2 separate regions of the Mus musculus genome follow, and region 1 is linked to region 2. The links are chromatin contacts, called in public Hi-C maps. All regions are on one chromosome and are shown on one strand. The core of a region is the stretch at or near the end of the contact, and the rest is flanking DNA. Distances in the headings are between cores, read along the strand shown. Region 1 overlaps Gm37336 (a long non-coding RNA gene). Region 2 overlaps Cdc42bpa (CDC42 binding protein kinase alpha).

The links. Hi-C and Micro-C count contacts between places; a contact is called where the count stands out from the background.
Region 1: a contact with region 2 is called in a Hi-C map of liver, with 1.9 times the contacts expected there. The contact joins two enhancer-like sites. A contact is called at or near these places in 3 of 39 promoter capture datasets (3T3-L1-derived adipocytes, embryonic stem cells and hematopoietic stem and progenitor cells), 8 of 484 Hi-C or Micro-C datasets (CD8 T cells, the G1E-ER4 cell line, cardiomyocytes and 5 more), 1 of 115 datasets of contacts at active chromatin or transcription factors (large pre-B cells) and 1 of 9 other capture datasets (embryonic stem cells).

The regions. Positions count from the first base shown.
Region 1 is chr1:180,213,120-180,218,904 of GRCm38.p6, reverse strand. All of the region lies in intron 1 of Gm37336 (a long non-coding RNA gene), which reads left to right. Among named protein-coding and RNA genes, the nearest start is that of Gm37336, 6.4 kb to the left of the region's middle. Within about 2 kb of position 1,879, at least 4 of the 459 cell types and tissues checked have an H3K27ac peak or open chromatin away from gene starts, as enhancers often do. A contact at or near this core is called in liver, where this site is marked.
Region 2 is chr1:180,019,632-180,025,655 of GRCm38.p6, reverse strand. The region is part of intron 2 of Cdc42bpa (CDC42 binding protein kinase alpha); the gene reads right to left. Among named protein-coding and RNA genes, the nearest start is that of Cdc42bpa, 62 kb to the right of the region's middle. Within about 2 kb of position 3,780, at least 59 of the 459 cell types and tissues checked have an H3K27ac peak or open chromatin away from gene starts, as enhancers often do. A contact at or near this core is called in liver, where this site is marked.

The DNA of each region.
Region 1 (5,785 bases), core at 630-3,129, 200 kb before region 2:
TGTCAGTTTGTCGCAAGCTAGAGTCATCTGGAAGGAGAAATGCTTGATGGAGAAAATGCCGCCACAAGATCCAGCTGTAAGTCTTAGTGATTGATGGGGGCGGGTCCAGGCATTGTGGGCGGGGCTGCCCAGGCTGGTGGTCCTGGGTGCCTTAGGAAAGCAGGTTGAGCAAGCCTGTAAGCATCACCCCTTCATGGCCTCGGCGTCAGCTCCACCTCCAGGTTCCTGCCCTGCTTGAGTTCCTGCCCTGGCTTCCTCTGGATGATGAACAGTGCTGTGGACCTGTGGGCTGAAGAAACCCTTTCCTCACAAGTTGCTTTGGTCATGGCGTTGCATCACAGCAATAGAGACCCTAGCAGGACAGGGAGTGAACTGGACTTCTGTGTAGGCCAGTTTGGCTGGTGTGGTTTTTTAAAAACACGATTAAGTCATTCCATCCATGACCACAGAAAGCCTTTTCATTTATTCATGCCTTCTTTAATTTCTCCTGGCAATCTTCTGTGGTTTTCAGCAAGCGATTCCCCTCTTGGGGTAGGTTTATTCTGACTTGGGGTAGGTTTATTCTGAAGTATTTTATCTTTTCACTGCTGCTGCCAACTGTACTGGTTTCTTGAGATCTTTCCTAAATTGTCCACTGTCTGTCTACTTTAGTGGTGACTTAGGATCATCTCTGGTCTCAGGATCCATACCACATCCCTTTTATCTGACTGTAGGACCTCTCTATGGATGCAGGAAGGGTTACAGGAGTCTCATGGGACTCTGGGGTCCTTCTCCTGTGGCCATTTCTGTTCTTGAGCCCCTGCTGGAGGGCTGACAAGTGCCGCAGACCCTCTGGGTCCCTGTGTCTGCGTGGAATGGGATCTCTTAAGCAGATGGGCAAAGAGTGGGATGGGGTGACAAACAGACGAACACACAAGAGTGGTGTTGGATCTGAATGTAATATTCTGGTCGAGCTTCAGACTTATATTACAATGAATTATCAGAAGATACAAATCACAAAAAGACAAGATACACTAAAATTCACCAGTTACAGCAGAAAGGAATTTGCAAGGACTAATTAAATGTTTACATTAGGGATAACAAGCCCTGCCTAGGATCAGCCTAATGCCAGGCAAGAATTTCACACTTTAGGGTTAATAGCATCAGGGGGTTGTTAACTCTTGACAGGCCTTAAGAGTAATGTAATGTCACTGACCCTGAAATTCTCTAGGCCTTGTTAATTCTTATCTAGTTTGGAAAATTTCCATTATCAGGATAGTATATCAACTTGCTCTGGTGTGGAATGTAGTTTGTAGTAAATATTTCTATCTCAGTGAGACTTTTAGTCTCTTTCTGCAGACAGCTGAGTTAATGGCTAGTGCTTTATTGTTTTATTGTAGTGCTTAATTAGTTACTGAATGGGTTAAGCTCCTTGCTGCTATCTGGAATTTTAGAACACTGGAAAAGGCTTTAGCTATGTTAGAATTCAATCTTAAAAGGCATTACAATAAGGTAATACTATATAGAGTTCATGTGGATCCATACATTAGACTAATGCGGATTTGGAAAATTAATTTTATGGTTTATATAGATTAGGAAGAAAATGCCAGGCCCCCGGGAAGGGAGTTTCTTTGAAACTCTTTGCTTCATGTGTCAGCTTCCCAGCTTTTGCTTTGTCAAACTGACTCAACCAAAGTACGTGTCAGACAAGGATCTCTGTAGCCTGTAATCCCCACGGTCCCAGGCAGGACAGGCAGGTCCCATCTATTGCCTGAGACTCTCCTGGCCTATTAGAAGCTTAGGGAGAGAGAGCTATGGATTCAAAGTCCTAGAGATCTGGAACCTGCACCTCACTTTGCCTTCCTCCCCCCAGCACCAGCCTGGAGAGTTCAAACTCCTGTCCCTGCTGGGGACAATACTGTGTCAACATGTATCTTACCTAGTTCTTCTCTTTTGACAGAGGGTTGGGTGAGGGGGAGTTGGATAGGGGGAGAGCTGGGGCAGGGTGTCCTACCACCCTGGCTGACCTCAAATTTATACCCTAGAATGACTTTAATCTCCAGATCGTTCTGCCTCCACCTCCAAAATGCTGAGGTTATATGCCTATGCCACCATGCTGGCTCTTACCCAGCTCCCCAGTTCTTTCTGTCCTACATCTAAAGTCCGTTAATCAATCAGGAGGCTCTCCTCTTCGTGCTGGAAGCTTCCCCTTGGAGTCAGGCCACCTGGGTACTGCCCAGCCTCTGTGTGACAGGGTGAGCTGGGAGACAGGGAGGCAGGGAGGCAGGCTCTGTGTGACAGGGTGAGCTGGGAGACAGGGAGGCAGGCTCTGTGTGACAGGGTGAGCTGGGAGACAGGGAGGCAGGGGCATGATGCTTCTTCCCCCCTCCCCCCCCCATCTAGGTGAGCTCTGCTCCTCAGAGGTCTGGGCAGCCTCCCTGGCCAGGGTCCCTCCTCTTCAGGTTTATTATTGGCTGAGGAATTGATGCCCTGACAGAGAAAACCAGAGTCCGCTCAACGCCAAGTTTAAACTTGACAGCAGTGGCTTTCAAACTGTGGTCCTCGGAGCCTGGAAGGCAAGATGATGCCTTAATAACGTTATCTAACGTTGGGTTCTCATTCTTCTTCTCACACCGGTGTGCACAGGTTTCCCAGAAGCCATGCGCTGCAGGGCAGCATGAAGGATTGAATTATGAAGAGAATAGAGCTGGCTTCTGTAACTCTATTCTGGTCTATAAAAAAGATAATTATATCGGACCAGCGAGATGGCGCCGTGTGTAAATGTAAAGGTGCTTGCTGCCAAGCCTGGTGACCTGAGTTTGATCCCTGAATTCCTGACAATGGAAACAGAAAACTGGCTCATATATGTTGCCCTCTGACCTTTACACATGTGCCATGGCATGTATATATATGCACACGCACATGTGCATACACACATGATGTAATATTAAGAAGAACCGTAGAAAAACTGCAAAAGGGGTTGGAGAGATGACTCACTCACTGGTTAGGGGCTCTGCTCTTCCTGAGGGCTCAGGTTTGATTCTGAGCGCATAAACCATGGGTCGCAACCATCAATCACTCCAGATCCAAGCCGTCTAGCTCTCTCCTTTGGCCTCTTTGGACACAGGGCATGTACACAGTGCACAGACATGTGTGCAGGGGAAACAAGAGTGCATGCTTCTCTCCCAGAGGACCTGGGTTTGGTTCCAGCACCTACATGGCAGCTCACAACCACCTGTATCCCTGGCTTCCTTCCGGAGAGCTGCCACTGTCTTCTGGACTTCTTGGGCACTTGCATACACGGTACACACATAACAAAGTAACAAAAAAATGAATCTTTGAAAAGTTGCACAAGTGTAACTACGTGTCAATCTTTTCATTCAAGTTTTTTTCCAGAACTATTTTGATAAAATCGTTGTTTATGTTAATACGGTGCTTATTTGTTTAAAGGAATCAGTCCATAACTTTTTAAAATTCTGACCTGCCATTTCTACTAGGATAGAATTAACACACAAAATGGGTTTTAGAGCCCTGAAGAACTTCTACCTGTGTGAGAGGCCCTGAGGCCAGTATGTTTCAGAAAGACTGAGCAGGTGTGTACACACACCCCACCCCCTAAGAAGGCTGCTGTGCTCTGGTGACCTGGAAGCCATGCTATTCTTCAGCGCGCCACAGGAGGGCAGCAGATCCTGCTGTGAGCCTCTTAGGTCTTCACCCCAGGAGGTCCATACAGTCTGCTGCCTCTAGCTTCTTCCAGGATCTGGCTCAGTCCTGGACAAAGTCATAGTCTAGGTTCTCGCTCTGTGGGGGATTTAGCTCTGTTTTCACACCCATCTCCTTGGAGAAAGCATCAGGATGTTATCGAGGCCCAGGCATGAGCCTGACCACTTTGCTGGGGATATTTGGTGAACACACATTAGTTCCACGGGACACAGCGGCTCATAGCGCCCCTTTCCAGTCTCAGTTTAACCTGGAAGTATTGGTTCTTGTGGGAGTGGTCTGGAACCAACCAGTGTTTAACAACACAGTCATCAAAAGCTGCCTTAGCATGCTCTCCACCTCTGTGAGTAACTCTGTGTAGCCAAAAGGTGTATTTGGGATTGTGGTTTCAGATGCTTTGGCCCATGGTTGCTGGCTTTGTTGCTCTGACGCCTGTGACAACACAGTGCATCATGGGAGGAATGGGTATGGATAGGAGAACCCAATTCAACTCATGGCTGTCAGGAAATAGAGAGGTAAGGCACCCATCTGTTCAAGACTTACTTCCAGGGACCTAATGCCCCTCCTCTAGGAACCGCCTAAAGGGTCCAATGTCTCCACAGGCTGGAAGCCACACCTTTAACACACAGGTGCAGCGAAGTGGGGAGGGGAGAGGGAGTGCGCCCATGTTACCCATGTCTTTACCCTGGCTTGGGCGAACGTTGGGGGCACAGGTGAAATTTTACCCATAACCAGGGCTTCATGTTGGCATCATAGCAGGTTACGGGGACTCTAGCAATGGAAAGCAAGGCTTTGAGGCTACTTAATGCAGCCCCTTGGCTCCCCTTAGAGACTTCTCCAAACAGCCTTAAAGTAACCTAATGTGATCAAATGTGGGCCAGTAGGAAGTAAAGTCACAAGGTAAGGGTCTAGGTCCCACACTGCCCATTTTCTGGTCCCTGCTCTTCCTCCATTACTGTAACCCCAGCCTTGACATATTTCTCCCTCCCTGCTAGGTATTCAATGTCAGGTTAGTTTCCCCAATGATACATAAATATCAGTAGTCCTTGTTACCATAGGTTTGATAACTAAGAAAATCTGGGTTTCGAAGATCAAGGCAAGGTTTGGTTTGGTCCTGCTTCTACCATGTGTAAACTTTGGAGGTGCTTAAGTTCTCCATTTCCTTCACTGCCAGAGGCAATAATAATAATAATATGAAGTTGTGAGGATCACATGGCAAAAGGCAGCCTGCTTAGATTCTGCACATAGGCAAGATCATCTGGTGTTTGTCTTTCTGTGCCTGGCTCACTTAACGCCATGCCTTCCAGGTTCAGCTATGTTACAGCAGATTAAAAGATCCCCTTATTATTAAGGCTACTCTTTAGGGCATTACATTGTATGCATGTTTTCTTCATCCATCCGTTGGGGGATTCGGGTGAAGCCTGGCCCTAAGGTAACAAAAGATCATCAGGTTGTAAACTGCAGCCGTTCCTTTTTTCTTAAACACTTATTTTGTTTATTTTATGTATATGAGTGCACTGTAGCTGTCTTTAGACACACACTAGAAGAGAGCATCGAATCCCATTACAGACGGTTGTGAGTCACCATGTGGTTGCTGGGAATTGAACTCAGGACCTCTGGAAGAAGAGTCGATGCTCTTAACCGCTGAGCCATCTCGCCAGCCCCCTGCAGCCCTTGCTAGCATTCTGAGTGGAGACAGGCAAAGGTCTCCATTCTTTGAAGAGATAAGCCTGCGTGTTTCACTTTCTTGCTTTCCCTAGTGCTGGCTTGTGTGCACAAGGATCTGTATCCTCTACAATGTTTTAAATGATTGCTTGGGATACACTTCTTAAGAATATGGACATTGTTAAAGCTAACCTGGTCTGGATGACAAACTGGCTCTTAGCGGTTAGTTTCCACCCTTCCGGATATTCAAGTCCATTTGTTTGATCATCTCTTTAGCCGGCTACCATGCTAATGTCTAGTTCACCTGTGCATGCCTTTTAGATTCAGTTCTTGTAGTCTTTTTGACAAGCAAGTTGACAGTGTGGGCCTCTCCAGCCTTCCCACAACATTTCTGCTTTAACAGTGTTTCCTAAAGATAAAA
Region 2 (6,024 bases), core at 2,531-5,030:
GCTACTCATTTAATCCCTACACCAGTCTGAAGGGTGTTCTACCACCCCACTTACAAAACAAAACAGTGGGTCAGGCTGTTGTGGTGGAGTATGCCTGTAACTCCAGCACTTAGGAGGCAGGGGCAAGCAGCCAGCTTCCAGTTCAAGACTAGCCTGGTCTTTATATAGGGAGTTCCAATACAACCAGAGCTATATACCAAGATCATGTGTCAAACACAAATAAACAAGTTAGAGAGTAGCCTGGGCTATATAACGCATTCCCGGACAGCATTCCAGCATGCACTTCAGAGAAAGCATTGTCTCAAATAAACAACAAACTGAAAAACTAATCTGTGAATGATCAATCAATATTACTAAAGAAATTTTAGGGTCAGGGGAGTGGCTCTACGGAAGGCCTAGCCTAGCATACATGAGACCCTAGGTTCAATTCCCAGCACTAAAGAAAGAAAGAAACAAACAAAGGACTAAAATCTAAAATCTCTATAAACTATTTATTAAACAGCCAGAAATGTGCTCTTGATAAACATCATAATTTATACACAGAGCAGCAATAGCCAAAATATTTAAAATTAGTACATCCTGGGCATCAACAAATTAAACAGACACAGATTATAAAATATGACATGGCCACACCTGCGGGTCCTTTGGACTACAGACCAGCACCATCAAAGGCAAAGCATGCACTAAATTGAGTTTCCTCTCCCAGGAGTCTCAGGAGAGCCTGAGCCAAAGACCTTAGGAAAAAGTAAACGCCTACAGGTATTCTCCCCTTTCAGGGCCTAGTACTAAGCTATTTGGACATATAAGGAACCAGGTAATGAAAGGAAGCAAGCTAATTAAAAGCTTTTGACACCTGAAGCAGGGGTAGCAGGCCAAAGCAGCAAGCTTTCACAACAAGCTCTGAAGCCCAGAAGCCTGGAAGCTGCCGGAGCAAGGCTGGAGCAGGCAGAAGCGGTGAGCCACCAGGAAGCTGTGGACAGGTAACACCCAGGGCGTAAGTTAAAGGTTTTCCTGAAAGCAAAAAGGAAAACCCAGCGTTAAGTTAAGCAGTAACTGACATGAATGTGTTGTAGAGAGAAGATTCTTAACTCACAGAGCTGCCGAATTTAAACTGCATCTTACTCTGTATTGTTCCCCATGGTGTATATTTCTTATAATAGTTTTCAAAACTAACTTATTTCCATGGTTTGTCTATCTATTACAAAAAGCATAATTGATAGGAGGAAAAAGTATCAAACTGACAGAAATGTTCCTATCAGATATCCATGCCAGAGGTTAGCCCGTCCACTGAGCCTGGTAGAACACAAAATACTTCAAGGGAAATAATTACCTGTTCAAGGTCTGTGCATTCTTAAACTTAGCTTGTAAAAGCGACAGAATATGCATGTCCAGAGGAGAGCTTGCATTGGGAATAAGTGAGAAGTAATCCAGCCAATACTATCTCTAAGTATAAGGGTGACTTTGTCTTAAAATAGTATAGAAAATCATCAGTAAGCTGTGTGATTTTTATTGTACACAGTTTAATCAATGCACATATAGAGCAAGTGTGTATCAAAAAAGAAACATATCTTCTCATGTTAAATCTCAAACACTGTCAGTCATGAATCAAACACTCTGATTTGCCTAGGGAGGACTCTGTGTCAGTGCCTGTGACTAACTCAACTGACACTGGGCTGTCTGCTCCAAACTCCCAGCACTGCACTGCAGTCTAAATCCTCCAGGCAGTAGGGCTATGAGCACATCTGTTTGTCCCTACCTATCTGACGCACGTATCCTAGTGAGGGATCATAATCTTACAGTACTTCAATCTTTGTCGACCCCTTCTGTGAAATAACTATATCTTATTATTGCTTCCCTTTTCAGTAGCTCAGCCTCAGATGAACCTGTAAGTACCAGTCCAGCCAGCCTTTGTCCCCAATGTTCTGAACTGCCACGTGCTACCACTGCCCTACTTATTCTGATGCCCACAATTACCAAACACAGTATCTAGATCAGAGTCCTTTACACTGCATTTAAATGTCCCCATGTTTCCAAGAACCTTTCTCCTTCTCCTTTCGAACCCCAGAAAAGTGTCCCTATCACTCCTCAAGGATGACAATACCTTTGAAATCTTGATCCCAGCCCCTCCCCATCTTCTCCTTTGTTGTTCTTGTCCCATTAAAATTCCTTTCCAGCTTTCAGTCTCCCATTTTTCTGGTTCTAAGTGTCTACTGAAAACCTTTTCCAAGACCCTCCTTCCAAATCCAAAAACAAAAAAACAAAACAAAACAAAAAAATGTTACTGCTATTCCAACTTCCCCCAAGGACCTGACATGGCACCCTTCTCACAAATGCCATTTCTCCACAAAGCATATTTTAGCATTTCCCTGCTTCTTCTAACTGCCCATTATTTATTTTCTTCTCATGTTTGAAAGTAAATTTTAAAATTCCATATAATGGACTTTATACACAGAGACACAAAAAGTCAGGTTTACAAAGAGAAAAAAAAAATTTTTTTTGTAAGAAAGTTCTAGAAAGCCTCAGACTCCAGGGAAGCAAGAGATTCCAGGAGCCAATGGTGACTTTCGTCAAATACCCAACAAAGGGGAGATACAACCCATAGAGACCACCTCCAGAAGATAGGCACATACACCCCCAGTAGAGGGATGGGGCCATCCATGCATCTCAAAAATTTTAACCCAGAAATATTCCTGTCCAAAGGAAAGACAGGGACAAAAAAAAAGGAACAGAGACGGAAGGCTAGGCTATCCAGAGACCACCCCACCTAGGGATCCATCCTGTCTGCAGACACCAAACCCCCACACTATTGCTGATGCCAAGAAACATTTGCTGACAGGAGCCTGATATAGCTGTTCCTTGAGAGGATCTACCAGCAAGAACCAATACAGATGCAGATACTCACAGGCAACCATCGGACTGAGCCTGGGAACCCCAATGGAAGAGATAGAGGAAGGACTGAAGAAGCTGAAGGGGGTTACAACCCCATAAGAAGAACAATTTCAATTAGCTGGACCACCCAGAGCTCCCAGGGACTAAACCAACTAAAGAGTATACATGGAGGAGCCAGGACTCCAGATACCTATGTAGCAGAGGATGGCCTTATCTGATATCAATGGGAGGGAAGGCAGGTTTGATGCCCCAGCGTGGGGAGATGCTAGAGAGGTGATGCAGGAGTGGGTGAATGGGTGGAGGAGAACCCTCATAGAGGCAAAGGGGAGGGGAGGAGAGGGAGTGGGATGCAGGGGTTGGTGAGGAGTAACCAAGAAGGGGAATTATTATTTGAAATGTAAGTGAATGAAATGATTAATAATAATAAAAAACTCTAATAGATAAATTTAAGTTAACTGGGAAAGTGCTCCAAATTACAAAGTGGAGACCAGTGCCATAAAGTGCCGGTTTCTCTTGCTAATTAATTAGACTATGACCCAAATCAAAAACCAGTAAGTATTGCTTTCATTAGCCAAATGACAGTATGATCATAACCCAGGGAGAAAAAGCAGCACGCTGAGCACCACAGACAGAGGGTACTCTGTTCTCTCCCTCCCTCACACTGCGTACAGCTCCTGGCCAAAACCAGCACATACAAAGGAAACAACAGTGCTGGGCATAAACGCTAGCAAAAAGCTGTCCAGTCTTCCCTTCATCCCAGTGGAGAGGCCGCGCACTTTTGCTCTGTTTTATAAACTCATTCCTGGCCTGCTTCAGTTCCTGTACTCGGTTCTCCCACTGGTTCCTTCCTGTCATCAATTCTCTCACTGATTTCCAAACATGATGATTTCAAAGGACCAGCAAGTGATGACTCACACAGAGGCCATGCGACTGGACCTCTGACTCCAGACACCTTAAATGTAACATGCTCATCATTCCAAGCAATCAGAAGAATCTTCAAGGGGTAAGACCCAAAGTCACTCTACTCCTCTTCTCTCTCTTGTTTAAAAATAGGCGTCAGCCTTCCTCTACCCAACACTCAAGTTACACGTGGGTGAGAAAGCTCTGCCTCTAAAGAAAGCACCCAAGCTCTTACACTCAAAAGGCAAGGGTTGAAAATAGAGATGAGAAATCGCTTTCCTTTCTGTCAATTATTGCCTCACATGGATTAAGGCTGACAAGTGCCCTCTGACAGTTGTTCTGAAGGCTCCTATGTAAACACCACTATGTTGCACTGGCAAGTGGCTGTGTAAGGTTGGCTGAACTGTCAATCCCACTACTGGATACATATACTTTTGAGATCAAAAGCTGGAAACCAAGTTTAGCCTTTTAGAGAAAGTAGCTCAACCTCTTCAGTTTGATCCCACATTAAGTTTAATGGCTTTTAATAGGAGATCCTCATAAAGTTGAACTCCTCAATCTCATGAAATGACAAATATATATTTGAAGGGATAAACCATAAAAAAAAAACAAAAAGACTAATATCAGCTGATGAAAAACAATATTTCAAATAATTCTACAAATCCAGAATGAACAGAACAGGATTAGATGTGAACATCCACCCAACAAAGGCATGACCAGATAGCTACCAAAAAAATCACAAATATCCTAATTCCAGATGCATAGATTCCATCACAAATTATCCTTCCTCTAGAAGCTGGTGCATGTACACACACACACACACACACACACACACACACACACACACACCTTTAACTTCAGATGTTAATATTCATTCATTCATTTTCCTCTCCGCCCTGCCCCGCCCTGCCCCTCCCCTCCCCTCCTCTCTCTCTCTCTCTCTCTCTCCCCCCCCAAAGTCTACTAAGCAGATTTATAATAGTCACAGATTATGAACCCATAAGCAACAACAACAAACAAACAAACAACAGCATACCTAAGCACCAGTAAATGATAGCACTGATGCTACTGGTGTTTCTAAGACCTGTGACACTCAACACTTCTGTGTCGGTGCTTTTGAAACACATGGTAAATTGGGGTGAACTACAGTCACCCTAATGCAGTACAGACTTGCCCCTACCCAACCATATTTGGTTCTCATTATCTAAGCTAACCTTTCTCTACCCTCCTGTCATCCTCCCATTTTAATGACTGCTATATCTTCCCTTTCCCTCTCCTCGTTTCCCTTCTTCTTTCCCATTCTATGAATGCAAACCATTTTAGCTTCCACAAGTGACTGAAAACAGTTAGTCTGTGCTGGAGTATTTTACTAAGCACAGTGTCCTCCAGTTGCATCCATGTTGCCACAAATGACAGCATTTCACTATTCTTGTGTCTGAATGATCTCCCACTTGTATATGTGTGTATCACATTTTCTTTAACCATTCACCCATCAGCTGATTCCAGATCTTGACTACTGTGAACATACCTTAATAAACACTGTAGTGTGCTGATGCCATTTCCTTTAGATAAATGTCTACTGGGACTAGTGGACAATATGACAATTCCATTTCTAGTTTTATGTTTGGTTTTTTGAGGAAACTCCACATTGTTTTCAGTAATGGCTACACTAGTAAAATTTATACCAAATGTGTGAGAGACAGCTCCTTTCCCTATATCCATTGAGTGTTTGAAAACTGCCATTTGGGTAATAGCCCTTTCTAAATAAAGTGATATTTCATTACAACTTCAACGCAGAAATCAAAATTCTTATCTATAAGAATGGACTGGCAGATAAAGTCTCTTTTGTATATATTGACTTCTTGTAGCCCAAATCTGAAGTATCTGACATTAACAAACTGTCAAGAGGCCATACATACTGTTGGCAACCTCCTGGAGACTGGCTGGCTAACTGCTCTTAGGAAACAGGCTGGGTAATAAAGGTGTCTCTGAGGAAGCAACCACTCTACAGTAAAACTGGACATCCTAGTTAGAATGCACCAGTCCTGGGAAAAGTCTGGGCCTACCATAGCCCCCAAACCAGATTCCCAAGCATTTTTATATGCTTAAATATGACATGCCAGATTAGCATGGTGATGGAAATGGGAATTCCTGACCCCCACTTACCATCCCCACCAACAGACAGTCTCGGAATGTAGAGTCAGCTGTCATCAAACTCTCTTGCCTCAGCTTCCT